3 separate regions of the Mus musculus genome follow, and regions 2 and 3 are each linked to region 1. A link is a contact called in public HiChIP or PLAC-seq data. All regions are on one chromosome and are shown on one strand. Each heading gives the region's core, a stretch centred on a gene start, on an enhancer-like site or on the middle of the called end of the contact. The rest is flanking DNA. Distances are from core to core; before and after follow the strand shown. Region 1 holds the start of Pla2r1 (phospholipase A2 receptor 1). Region 2 has its middle 12 kb from the start of Gm26422. Region 3 overlaps Gm39833 (a long non-coding RNA gene).

Region 1 (3,742 bases), core at 408-2,907:
AAGGCTTAACCATGGTGCCTGCTGTCCTAGGGTGCCTGGTGGCTGCATTGTTCCAGCTTGTCACACATCCTCTCTGATAAATGCTTCATCCTAACCTTTGTTTCTCACCACTTCTGGTCTCAGCCAGCCTCTCCTTCCCACATCACCACTCGTGGTGTGACCATCAGAGCCCATTCCAGTTCCTCCTGTCTTGCTCCCCTTTGGTCTCACTGCCCTGCTTCCTTCAGAGATTAATATCAGCAACCAACTCGGTTATCTAATTAGGCCACATGGATTGCATCTGCCTGCCACAACTGATGCCAGTCATCTTAATGAGGACTGAATCTTCCCACTACAGGCAACATTCCCACAGTAGTGTGGTTCGAGGCCAACAGAGAGAAAGTCGGGGTTGGTGACTGCAGACTGTGTGGTATGCGGTGCTCACAACATGCGTTTTCTGCCTATTGTCAGGAAAGACTTCTGTGTATACTGCTATTCTATAGACTCGAGAAGTACACATTGAGTCTTCTCTCGTCTTCCTCTTCAGCCTTAGTCCTTCAATTTCCTTCTCAGAGGACAACCAGACATCTTTCCTTAAGCCATGCCCCTGATACCTCCAATCCCAAGACTTCTCAAGACTCTCACTGTGACTGAAGTATACACATCTTGCTAGCTCACAGAACTCAAGGCTTACTTAACCTCCACCAGCAAGCTGTCTAGGTTCCAGCAAGACTAAGGCCCTATCTCCCTCCGACCATCACTCCTGGCTATGCATACCTTGTAGGCAGAGGCATATTTCCTGAGTCTGGCACTGTAATTGTCGGTTTTGTTATTGGCAAAGTAAGACAGGTCCTCCAAGATCCCATCATCTGTCCTCCTTTCCCCCAGGTTCCCTTTTACTGTCTTCCCACTTCTGTTTTACCCGCTATGCCAAGGTCTTACTTAGGCAAGGGCCTTGTATCAGACTGCTTGCTCTCTTATGTATTGAATGCTTCCTGTATAATAAATGTTAGTTATTTGGCGGGGAAGGTGGGCAGTTAGAAAGACTGCGACTGGTCACGGTTTGGGCAGCCTGATGTTTTGTATTTATTTGTTGTTGTCTACTAATTTAGGGAGTAAGTTTTGTTGAGTTAAGGAGTAACCGAGATCCAGTCACACACCTTTCTGACTGGGTTCTTCAACTCTACAGTGTGGGATATTTGATTAGATGAAGATGATCTAAGAAAACGGAAGCCTGGGGTTATTTTAAAATAGGATAAAGCTGGATACTGAAGGTGACTTCTGGTTACTCTGGAGCAATGTTGAAGACCAGGTTGGGCCCCTAGGTGTCTCCTGTGCTCTGCATTCCAGAGGCATCCCGGGCCTGAGTTCACCCGGCAGCTCTTTTGACTCCTCTGCCGGCAGCCAAACCCTTGCAAATCCAGTGGGCAGGTTTCTTCTCCTGGAGAGGATTAGCTCGCTCACCCACACTGGGGACGGGTGACCAGGAATTGCAGCAAATCCGAGAGAGAAGTTTGAGCACTCATGGAGCAGGGAAGGGGAGCCACGGTGCTGCTTTAGCCCTACTTTCTCCTAACCCCAAAAGGCCAGAGTGTTTAAGCTGCACAGGGCCCGGCCCTTTTTCCTGCTCCCTCCCCAAAGCAGTGTGGGCGGGGCGGCGAAAACTCCGCTATTTGCGTCTCCACGCCCAGAGTCCCAAGTGTACACGCTGTGGCGACAAGGGAGGCGAGTTCATCTCCAGGGCTCTGGGATGGCGTGGTCCTCAAGAAGAGTGGTAGCTTCTCTTGCCTCCTGCAGCCTAGTCCAGAGCAGGGGACACGGTTCTGATTCCCGTGGGTGTCACCTAGCGTGCCTGATGGTGCAATGGTTAGCGATGCTGCAGCTGCTCTGGCTGCAACAGCTGCTGCTGCTGGGGATTCACCAGGGCATCGCCCAAGATTTGACTCACATCCAGGAACCGTCCCTCGAGTGGCGTGGTGAGTGTCCGCAGCGCCGAACTGGGGGCTGATTGGCACCCGGGACTCGGGGCGGAAAACGGGTAGGAGTTGAGCAAGACAAGTAAGAGCAAGGCCTAGTTTGTATTGTGGTTGCTTGTGTACTGTCCCGGGGCAGATGGGACAGTCTCTTCCGCACATCCTCTTGTCCTCCAAATTAGGGCGAGGTAAGGGGCAGGGTCTTGCCTTCCAGGCTTGCGGGACCTAGGAGAGTAGAAATAGTTTCAAAATGCAAACTTTACACGGGTTGATTAAGAGGGTCACCTTTCAGATAATGCTGACAAAAAGATGTCTTCTTTCATTACCTTCCAAAGGGAGAAGTTGGATCTACATTCTACAGATAACCCCCAAACAGGCCTGTCTGCTACGCCCCTTGGGGAGGCGGGGCTCAGTGGGGTGGACAGCGATGGGATTTGTACCTTCTGGTCCTCCGTTTCTCTAGGCTGAACAATGGCTCTATAATATTCATGAACCACTGACAAATAAGTTACACAGCCCCCGACACGCGTACAAACTGATAAATGCAGCATCGGTTTGAGCATCAGCCCACATACAGTAAGGCCCCAACGTGAGCATAGAAGGAAGCCCAAGGAAAAGAATCAGTGTCCGCAAGGAGCAACTCAGGCCCGAGTCTCTGAGACATAAAAGGTGTGTCCCTGAACGCGTGACTGTGCCGTGATCAAAGGCAAGCAGGTGGCCTTAAACCAGAAGGAGCCTCCTGGCAGCTCCTGTGCGTTCTGTCCTAGGAAAACCTTTGGCGAAGAGGCATAAAACAAGATGTAATCCAGTTCTTTGTTCTTTTATTTTTCCTTCAACATATGCACACATTTTTAAGTTGTTTTTTTTTTTTTTTTTTTCCCTCAGTTGTACTTCAGAGCACTCTAGGGGCTTTATCCTCACCAAGGCTAAACCACACCAGCTCTTCCTATTCTGGAGCAGCCAGAAATGCTCTTAGGTATTTTTCAGTTAAGTAAAACTCTAAGTACACAGGGGCAAGCATATGCATAGATAGGCAGTTGGCCACTTTGTATCTTAGCGTGGAGATCCTGCCTGGGCTTAAGTGTTAGGAAAGGGCAGCAGCTTGTGAGACTAGCTGGGACTCAGCCACAGGAAGCCTGATCCGAGATCCTCCCAGTCAGGGTCAGCACCCACTGGGAGCTAATCCTTTCTATATTTGGCAGACCCAAATCCTGACCTGAGATAGTGGCTGAAGAGGCCTTCTTTTCCATAATCAAGGGCACTTTGAATATGAAAACAACCAGCTCCCTGCCATACTCCCCAGGTACAGCCTGCAAATCTGGAGTTCAACATTGCAGACCCAGAGATTCTCCAAACACAGGCGCTGTGGTTGATGCACTAAAAGTATAGGCATTCTGCACTAGCTACCACACAGTCTCTCTTCCTGACCCCATCACCTGCACCAGTAGAATTGCAAGTGAATTGTAGACAAGCCTGAAATCGAGTTTTTATTAGCAAAGAAGGGAAAACAAAATATTGGTATTGGGGAAAAGAGTGGAGGTGTCCCTTGTCTCCTGCACCCCAGTCCAGAGCAGAGGGCATGATTGTGGTTCCCGAGGGCATCACCTAGCGTGCCTGATGGTTCAATGGTTAGTGATACTGCAGCAGCTGCTGCTGGGGGTACACCAGGGCATCACCCAAGATTTGACCCACACCCAGGAATTGGCCCTTGAGTGGCACAGAAGTAGACAGTGTCTACTTCTCTGTGTTAGGGCTTCTCTGGTTATGGTAAACACTATGAGCAAAAGCAA
Region 2 (3,742 bases), core at 715-3,214, 710 kb before region 1:
TGTGATAAGTACTGTAATGTAGAGACAGGCCAGATGCCTAGAAAGAAGCAAGCGTGGAAGAGATGCCAGCATATGTTGACAAGAGAGTTCTTGAGCTGTGCCTTGAGGGCATTTGGCCAGAGAGAAAGAAGAAAGACAGAGTCCGAGGATGATGGACCAATATCCACAAAAGCCCATAGTGCTGAGAAGCAAATTCAGAGGACAGTGTGACCTGTTTAGGATGGTTTTCAGAGGGAAATTGGAAGAGAAATAATCATCAAACGTCAAAGGCATGTGGCAGTAAGAATTTTAACTCACAGGAAGCCAGAGATTTCTTGTCACTCATACAGACTCAGTTGTTGACTCATCAACTGAGACAGTCACTGAGTTATCTCTTTGAAAGAAAGGAGGAGGCCTAAGGGAGATTGAAGGAGGGGGATAGCAAAAATGTGAGAGTTAGTGGATAAGGATGTAATGCAATAAAAAATAAATACCTCTACCCTCAGATGCACTGTGTGTCAAGGCAAGCTGAAGATGTGTTCTGGGTGAGACACAGGAACACATCACAGCTGTGGTTATTTGCATAAGGTCTACACAAGATTGGGCCTGTCGGCAGCACTTGAATCTGGGAAGGGCCTCCTTTGAAGAGCTATTGGCAGTTACCAGTTGGTGGGAGAAAGCGTGCCATTTTCTTCTGTGGTATAGTTGACCGAGATCCAGTCAAAAACCTCTTACCCATACTCACGTGAGAAACCCTAGTGAAGTTCAGCTGGTCACATGCAAAAGGAAGATGAGAGGGTGAGGGGGACTTCTGGGGAAGAAGGGTTTTAAGGAAAGAGGTAAGATGTGGGAGGGAGGGGAGAGAAGGGGATGAAGGGTAACTATAACTGAAATTCCTTATGTCCATGTATGAAACTATCTAACAAAAGATAAAAGAATAAAAAGGAAGAGAGGAAAGGAGGGCTGTCTTTAGTGGTTGGAAAAACAGGTTAAACACACTCTGGCAGCTCCAAACCCAACTCTTACTTTCCAGCTCTCACCTTGTTACTACTCCTTGCTCACAGTCTTAAAGCCTTTGCTACAGTTGTTCCTAGAACAGCAACACATGCTAACTGACTCTGAAGGTTCTAGTTCAGTGGTTCTCAACATCCCCCTTTCATACCGTTCCTTCTGTTGTAGTGACCCCAACCATAGTGTTACTTTGTTCCTACTTCATAACTGTAATTTTGTTATTGTTATGAGTCATAATGTAAGTATCTGATAGGCAGGATATCTGATAGGTGACCCCCAAAGCGGTCAAGCTCTATAGGTTGAAAATTGCTGCTCTAATTTATCATTTTAATTCATACATTTTAGCCAGATATCATTCAGATAAAAATTTTACTGCAGGGAAAAAACAATTCCATGGGCATGACTTGTTCTGGAACCTTCTTTTTCCTTCAACCCCTATTTGCATCATCACCATCATAATTTTATGTTTAAAAAATAATAGTATTACAGACACACAAAAGTTGGACTACAGCGCTGTAGAGAGATATTCTGAGTGCAGAATGAACATTTTAACCACTGTGATCACCCTTAACAGTGATACTTAAAAAGACAGAATTGTTCATTTGTCAAGGTTATTTTAAGGATGAAAATTCTCATATAAATACATTTGGTATACAGGATGCAAAATTATCTTTCTGAAGCATAAAAATGAAAAAAGGTTAGTGTTACAAATAGTTCTTTGCTTTTCAGCTACACAGGGTGCTGATTGATTTACATAGTTGTTGCAATTAATACCTTTGAAAAAAATGTTTCCAAGAGACAGGGCATGTTAGTCTGCTTTTTGTTGCTATGACAAAAATGATTTGAAAATCAACCCTCAGAATGCCTGTAAAAACCAAAGTGGAAACAGGCTCCCTGTTTCAGAGATTTTACTCCATGGCTCTGTGGTCCCCATCTCTGTGGACACGAGACAAGGCTGAACCTCATGATTGAGAATGAGTAATAGAAGCTCAAGTGCCTACCTTGTGACTCATGGTGACCAGAAAGGAGAGATGGGGAGAGAGAGAGAAAATGGGGTAAACTTCTAGAGTAAGATTCCAGGAACACACTTTGTTTAAGTAAGTAACAGGCCTCAGAATCCAATGGCACCAAATTATAAGCCCATCGATGGATGAACACACTGACCAGGTCAGAGGCCTCACGATCCAGACACCACCATAAAGGCTTACGAGCTGGCAACCGAGCCTTGAGCATATGGCCTGTGAGTGATCATTTGGAACTAAACTACTATAGTGGACAAACACAAAATGTCCTTGTTTGTATCAGGTTTGATTACAAATGACCGATGCCCACAAATAGTGGTTGAAACAAAGAAAAGTTGATTTTTTTTCTTTACAAAGAATTCTAAATGTAGGTATCACCTGAGAAATGAGTATAGCCACCAAGGTCCTGTTTTGTTTTCATTTTGTTTTTAGCTGTATTGGCTTTAGCTATCATATCTGCTTCTGAGCTCTAAGATGAGAAACTGTAGGGCCAGGGAAAGGAGTCAGGGAATAAAGGGTGTACTGCTCAAGCGTTGGGATCCAAGCTCAGATCCCAAGTACCCATGTAAAGGCTGCGTAGAGTGTCTACATCCCTAGTGACTATACAGGCAGGTACCTGACACTTGCTAACCACCCACTCTATTTAATTGGTATGCTCTGGGCTCAATGACAACTGACTCAATAATAAGATGAAATGAAATGGAGGAAGATACACAATGTTGATCTCTGGCCTCTACCTACATGTGTAGGTACCACTCACAACACACACACAAATATAGTTGAAACAAAAGCAAAACCCCAAGATATATAGTTGGTATTAAAGGAATAATCAGGGTTAGGACAGGTGAATAGAGAGCTGGAGAGACCGGTGGATTAACAAAGCTAAGGCTATCGGAAAAGGCTTTATAGAAACCCACTAAGTAGTAAGCTAATTTCAGAATACAATTTTTTCAAAAATTTGAATGTCTTTCTGTCTTGTATAGGTGGACCATCCTGTTCTTTGATGACGTTGATTACTAGACAAAAATCAAAGAGCCAGAAATGGGATATCTTGCTATGAATTATTGGTCAGGGGGCCTAGAAATCTCTTGAACAACAGAGCCTACTGCCAGTACTTTTCACTATGCACTGTAGCTACACATTAAGAGCTCATTGCTGAAGACACCATTCACTTTGAATGCAGAACATAGAGAAATCACGGTGAATACGTCAATAACTTCCTCTCTCCTGGCCAACTTTCTTGGTGCCAGATATACCATGCAGCTTTCTAGAGGAGAACAGATATTAACAGGTTTACCCAGTGCTGGATTCTGCATACTATATAACTGACCTGACAGGCTTGGTGTGTCTACCAGTACAACAGCAGTATGACTGTCATGAGACAATCAGCTGCTTTCTGGTTAGATATGAAATCTACTCCACAATAAGAAATTCATTCCTCGTACTACAAACATGGTTAAAGGCCCATGGCTGGTCATAGGCCCCAGGGAAGAACCTGCTATTGTAGTTTTGTTAGATGGTCACTTGTCAAATTAGCCTTCTAAATGTCTATATGTAATGCTTTCTATAATATAATAGCTTGTCTATAATAGCTTCTTTCTGGAGTGAGCAGAAGTCAATACAGAGGCTCAACTATTCAAGGTGCTGAGATTAATCAACTGAGCATCTTCAGCTCTAAATGGAACATCTTTGTTAGTGTCCTGCCTCCTACAGGGCTCAGGGAACATCAT
Region 3 (3,742 bases), core at 382-2,881, 590 kb before region 1:
TTTAGATGACATAGTCTCGGCAGACAGGTGTAGTTTTGGAGGTGAAGTCCTTTGCTTCTACTTCTATTCTAACAATGAGGATGTGAGCCTCCAGCTCTCCTTAAAACCTTCTGCATTGCCAGGTCGTGATGGCGTACACCTTTAATCCCTGTACTCTGGAGGCAGAGGCAGGCCAGTCTCTGAGTTTGAGGCCAGCCTCCTCTACAGAGCAGGTTCCAGGTCAGCCAGAGCTACACAGAGAAACCCTGTCTTGAAAAAAACAACCGTCTTCTTTGTCTCCCTACCATCTGTTTCTATTATATATAATAAATATCACTGGAGCTTTCTTCCTAAGTTTCAAAGAAAAGGCAGAACAAAAAACCAAAATAATCAACCTCCTCTATCTCAACTTGAATTCTTTCTCTAATATTTCTTTTGTTTTTCCCTTTGAGCAATAGTTTTTATTTCTTCATCATTACAATTTACATTTCCCTGATTTGACTATAAAGCTCATGCAGAGCATAGCATAGCATATTTTATTTATTTATTTATTTATTTATTTATTTATTTGATATTTTCTTTATATACATTTCAAATGCTATCCCGAAAGTTCCCTATACCCTCACCCACTCACTCCTGCTTCTTGGCCCTGGCATTCCCCTGTACTGAGGCATATAATGTTTGCAAAACCAAGAGGCCTCTCTTCCCAGTGATGGCCAACTAGGCTGTCTTCTGCTACCTATGCAGCTTTCTTCCCCGGCATTTCTTTTCATAAATTGACATCATATAGGAATAAGATATGCAGTATACATTGTCACTAAATCATCCCTCCCCATGCTCTCCCAATGTCCAGTCTAATCCTAGTTTGTTTACTGTGTTCCTTCTCCACAAATCCAGGAGAACTGGGAAGACAGTTTATGGGGAGGGAAACAGAACTGAGAAAAGCTGGACTTCTCCTTTGCAGACAGTTGGTAGCAACTGGGGGGAAACTAAAACTCTTCACATACTCTTAGCTCATCCTAATGGTTACACTTTCCTGACTATCCAGCCAATGCCTAAAGCTGTTCACAAAACTTCTGGAAACTTAAAATCCCAAGCAGCGAGAGCTTGATAAATTGAAGACGCTCTTCACTTCCTCTCAAGAGCCTCGGAGCACCGAAAAACTCGCCGAGGAGAGCTACTGCAGCCGCTTTGCACAGCACATTTTTGCTGTAGAGATTTGGAGTGGTGTAGGTCGAAATTTTGACCCTAAGCACCGGGAAGTTCCCGCCCATGATGTGAATCCCGAGAAACATCTGGAGTCTTGTGCAGTGAATCTCTAAATCTTCATTTCCCCATGTGGTGCGCACACAGGTTGTACGTTATGATTTAATCAGCTGTCTTTAGAACAACAGGCACTTGGAATTCAAACACATTAGAAGGGATGGTGGTGTTTTGAGAGTAACAGCAGGACCACACTTCTGTCCCAGAGCAGCCCTGGCCGAGAGTTCCTAGGATCCTTTTACACTTGTACAAAGTAAACTTTCCTTCCTTTGGTCAAAGGGACAGGGCATGCGCTATCTCAAAGAAAATCCACTGCTCTTGCGCCTCGTGACTCACCCAGAGACTTGGTTCAACATTAGGTCACCGTGGAACACTGACTGTAGCAGAAACACATAAAGTCTCCAAACGGGGGAGAGGAGGACGCTATTCCGGAATCCTGTTGCCAGAGTAACATAAACCCAGTGTGTTTTCACAAGGAAATGAGTCACTTGTTTCTGTTGGCTAAAACTCTGTTTTCTTTAATTTCATATTTTAGCTTGTTTAATATATGCCGAAAGAGCCCAGGGTTTCCAGTTTTCAGACTGGGATAACTTGCTAATTAAAAGCTCAACAGAGGGTTTTGCATGGCAATTAAACCAAAGGGGATAAAAGGAACACTCTGGCAAGCAGAAGCACACAGGGAACCAGAACGGGGAAGCAAGAGCACTCAGGGCACAATCAGCTGTCCAGAGGGAACAGGAGGGGGATGTGCACCAGGAGGCCCCCAGAAGAAAACAACTCCAAAAGTCATCCACTGGAATGATACAGCACCCTCAGACCAAGTTAACATCTCCTTACCCGGATTCACTGGGTACTGGCATGTTTTTCTTTCTTTTAGATGGTCTACATTAGAAGGCATAGGAGTCACAAGGGCCACGAGATGCAGACTGGAATATAGGCAAGGAAAGGGAGAGCAACCATCTATGGGGCATCAGGAAGCAACAAGGACTGCGACATTCAGCAGAAAAGTCCTCAGTGTTTGGTATAGATGGCATGCATCTGGTGGTTGGGTTTATCCTGTGGGGTTCTAGATGAGGCTTTTTTTTTTCCTGAGATGCTAAAATATCATTTCTCAGTTTCCTAGGAAGGCTATCGTGTGTGTGTGTGTGTGTGTAATAAAAAAAGGTCAACCTTCCCTTAGACTTACTGTAAGTATCATACAGTTAGTTATATACAGAGCATCCCAGTAACAAAGAGGAGAGAGGGGGTGGGGGAAGGGGAGGGGAGGGGAGAGGAAAAGAGAGAAGGAGGGGAGGGGAGGGGAGGGGAGGGGAGGGGAGAAGAGAAGAGAAGAGAAGAGAAGAGAAGAGAAGAGAAGAGAAGAGAAGAGAAGAAAGAGAAGAGAAGAGAAGAGAAGAGAAGAGAAGAGAAGAGAAGAGAAGAGAAGAGAAGAGGAATCAGACCTGGATAATTTTTAAATGCCATCAGAGAGACTGGAGGAATAAATAGGGAAATGAAGCTTCAGTGTAAGGAAAGAAAGCTGGCTGATAGCCTTGGTTATAGGCAACAGTAGGGAAGCCAAAGGAAGAGGGGATTGGGGACAATATCTATAGTGATAGGATCCTTAGGAAGTCAAATGTTCCCATAAGGCAATAAGTGGAGGGTTGGTTTCAGGGGCTGCAGAAGAGATTCTTATCTACAAAGTAGGTAGTACTGACCTACTTACTCAAATGTTATGAAAAGCAAGCACTAAAACCCACCCGTAGTTATACAAGCTGACCATGTATTTGAGGAAAGACTAGCAGAAGGGGAAGTGGAAGCTGTATTTAGTATTTGACTTCCTTTCTAACATTTTTACTTGATATTCAATGCTAGGCTCCAACACCAGTATTTAAGATTCATAGAAAAGCTTTCTCCTCTAAACCAGAGAGTCCTCATGGCTTCCTCATTTCTGCCAACGTTGCTATCATTCTGTCTGTCTGTGTGACAATCTGTGTGACAATCTCAGACTCCAGAGCCGCCTCTGAGTCTTCCCTTCCCTTCCCTTCCCCCCTCTACCCTGCATTCCCTCCTTCTTATCTCCTTATCTCCTTCTCTGCTTCCCTTCCTCCCTCTCTCCCTCCCTCTCCCCCCCCCACACCCCCACATCCTATGTGTCTGATCACTCACCACCTCACCACACTTACAGGGTTTTGTGTAGTATTCTATTATTCTATTGTGTAGACATGCCTTCTTGACTTTTTTTTTTTTTTTTTTTTTTTTTTTTTTTTTTTTGTAGCCAAGTCCGTCCTTGTCCAGAACCCTGGCTGTCACTTCACAGCTCATTTATCACAGCCATTTTCTAACTGGTCTCTGCCTGCAGTCACTCACTCCTGCAATCCATCCTAGTGGTTACTGCAGATGGGCTGTTGTGAAATTCCACTAAACATGTGGGGTGGGGCTGTGGGGAGCTCAATCCTGCTCAAAGCTACCATGACATCCAAGTTTAGGTATGCAAACTAGTGCTCAAGTTCTCCATATT

What was found. HiChIP or PLAC-seq counts read pairs in DNA pulled down with a chosen protein or histone mark.
Region 2: a FOXA1 HiChIP or PLAC-seq map of pancreatic cancer cells shows a contact between it and region 1. The contact joins the enhancer-like site here to the promoter of Pla2r1 in region 1. A contact is called at or near these places in 1 of 39 promoter capture datasets (stem cell-derived epiblast-like cells), 2 of 115 datasets of contacts at active chromatin or transcription factors (bone marrow-derived macrophages and pancreatic cancer cells) and 2 of 9 other capture datasets (embryonic stem cells and liver).
Region 3: an HNF4G HiChIP or PLAC-seq map of pancreatic cancer cells shows a contact between it and region 1. The contact joins the enhancer-like site here to the promoter of Pla2r1 in region 1. A contact is called at or near these places in 3 of 39 promoter capture datasets (hippocampal neurons, liver and stem cell-derived epiblast-like cells), 1 of 115 datasets of contacts at active chromatin or transcription factors (pancreatic cancer cells) and 2 of 9 other capture datasets (adipose tissue and embryonic stem cells).

What each region holds. Positions count from the first base shown.
Region 1 is chr2:60,551,223-60,554,964 of GRCm38.p6, reverse strand. It overlaps Pla2r1 (phospholipase A2 receptor 1), which reads left to right and starts at 1,657. Exons shown (of 30, transcript NM_008867.2): 1 at 1,657-1,955. The coding sequence starts at 1,835. Gm13583 (a long non-coding RNA gene) reads right to left here. Exons shown (of 3, transcript XR_374557.4): 3 at 1,949-2,177.
Region 2 is chr2:61,266,138-61,269,879 of GRCm38.p6, reverse strand. No RefSeq gene overlaps it. Among named protein-coding and RNA genes, the nearest start is that of Gm26422, 12 kb to the left of the region's middle. Within about 2 kb of position 1,964, at least 29 of the 459 cell types and tissues checked have an H3K27ac peak or open chromatin away from gene starts, as enhancers often do. A contact at or near this core is called in pancreatic cancer cells, where this site is marked.
Region 3 is chr2:61,136,995-61,140,736 of GRCm38.p6, reverse strand. The region is part of intron 2 of Gm39833 (a long non-coding RNA gene); the gene reads right to left. Among named protein-coding and RNA genes, the nearest start is that of Gm39833, 11 kb to the right of the region's middle. Within about 2 kb of position 1,631, at least 164 of the 459 cell types and tissues checked have an H3K27ac peak or open chromatin away from gene starts, as enhancers often do. A contact at or near this core is called in adipose tissue, liver and pancreatic cancer cells, where this site is marked.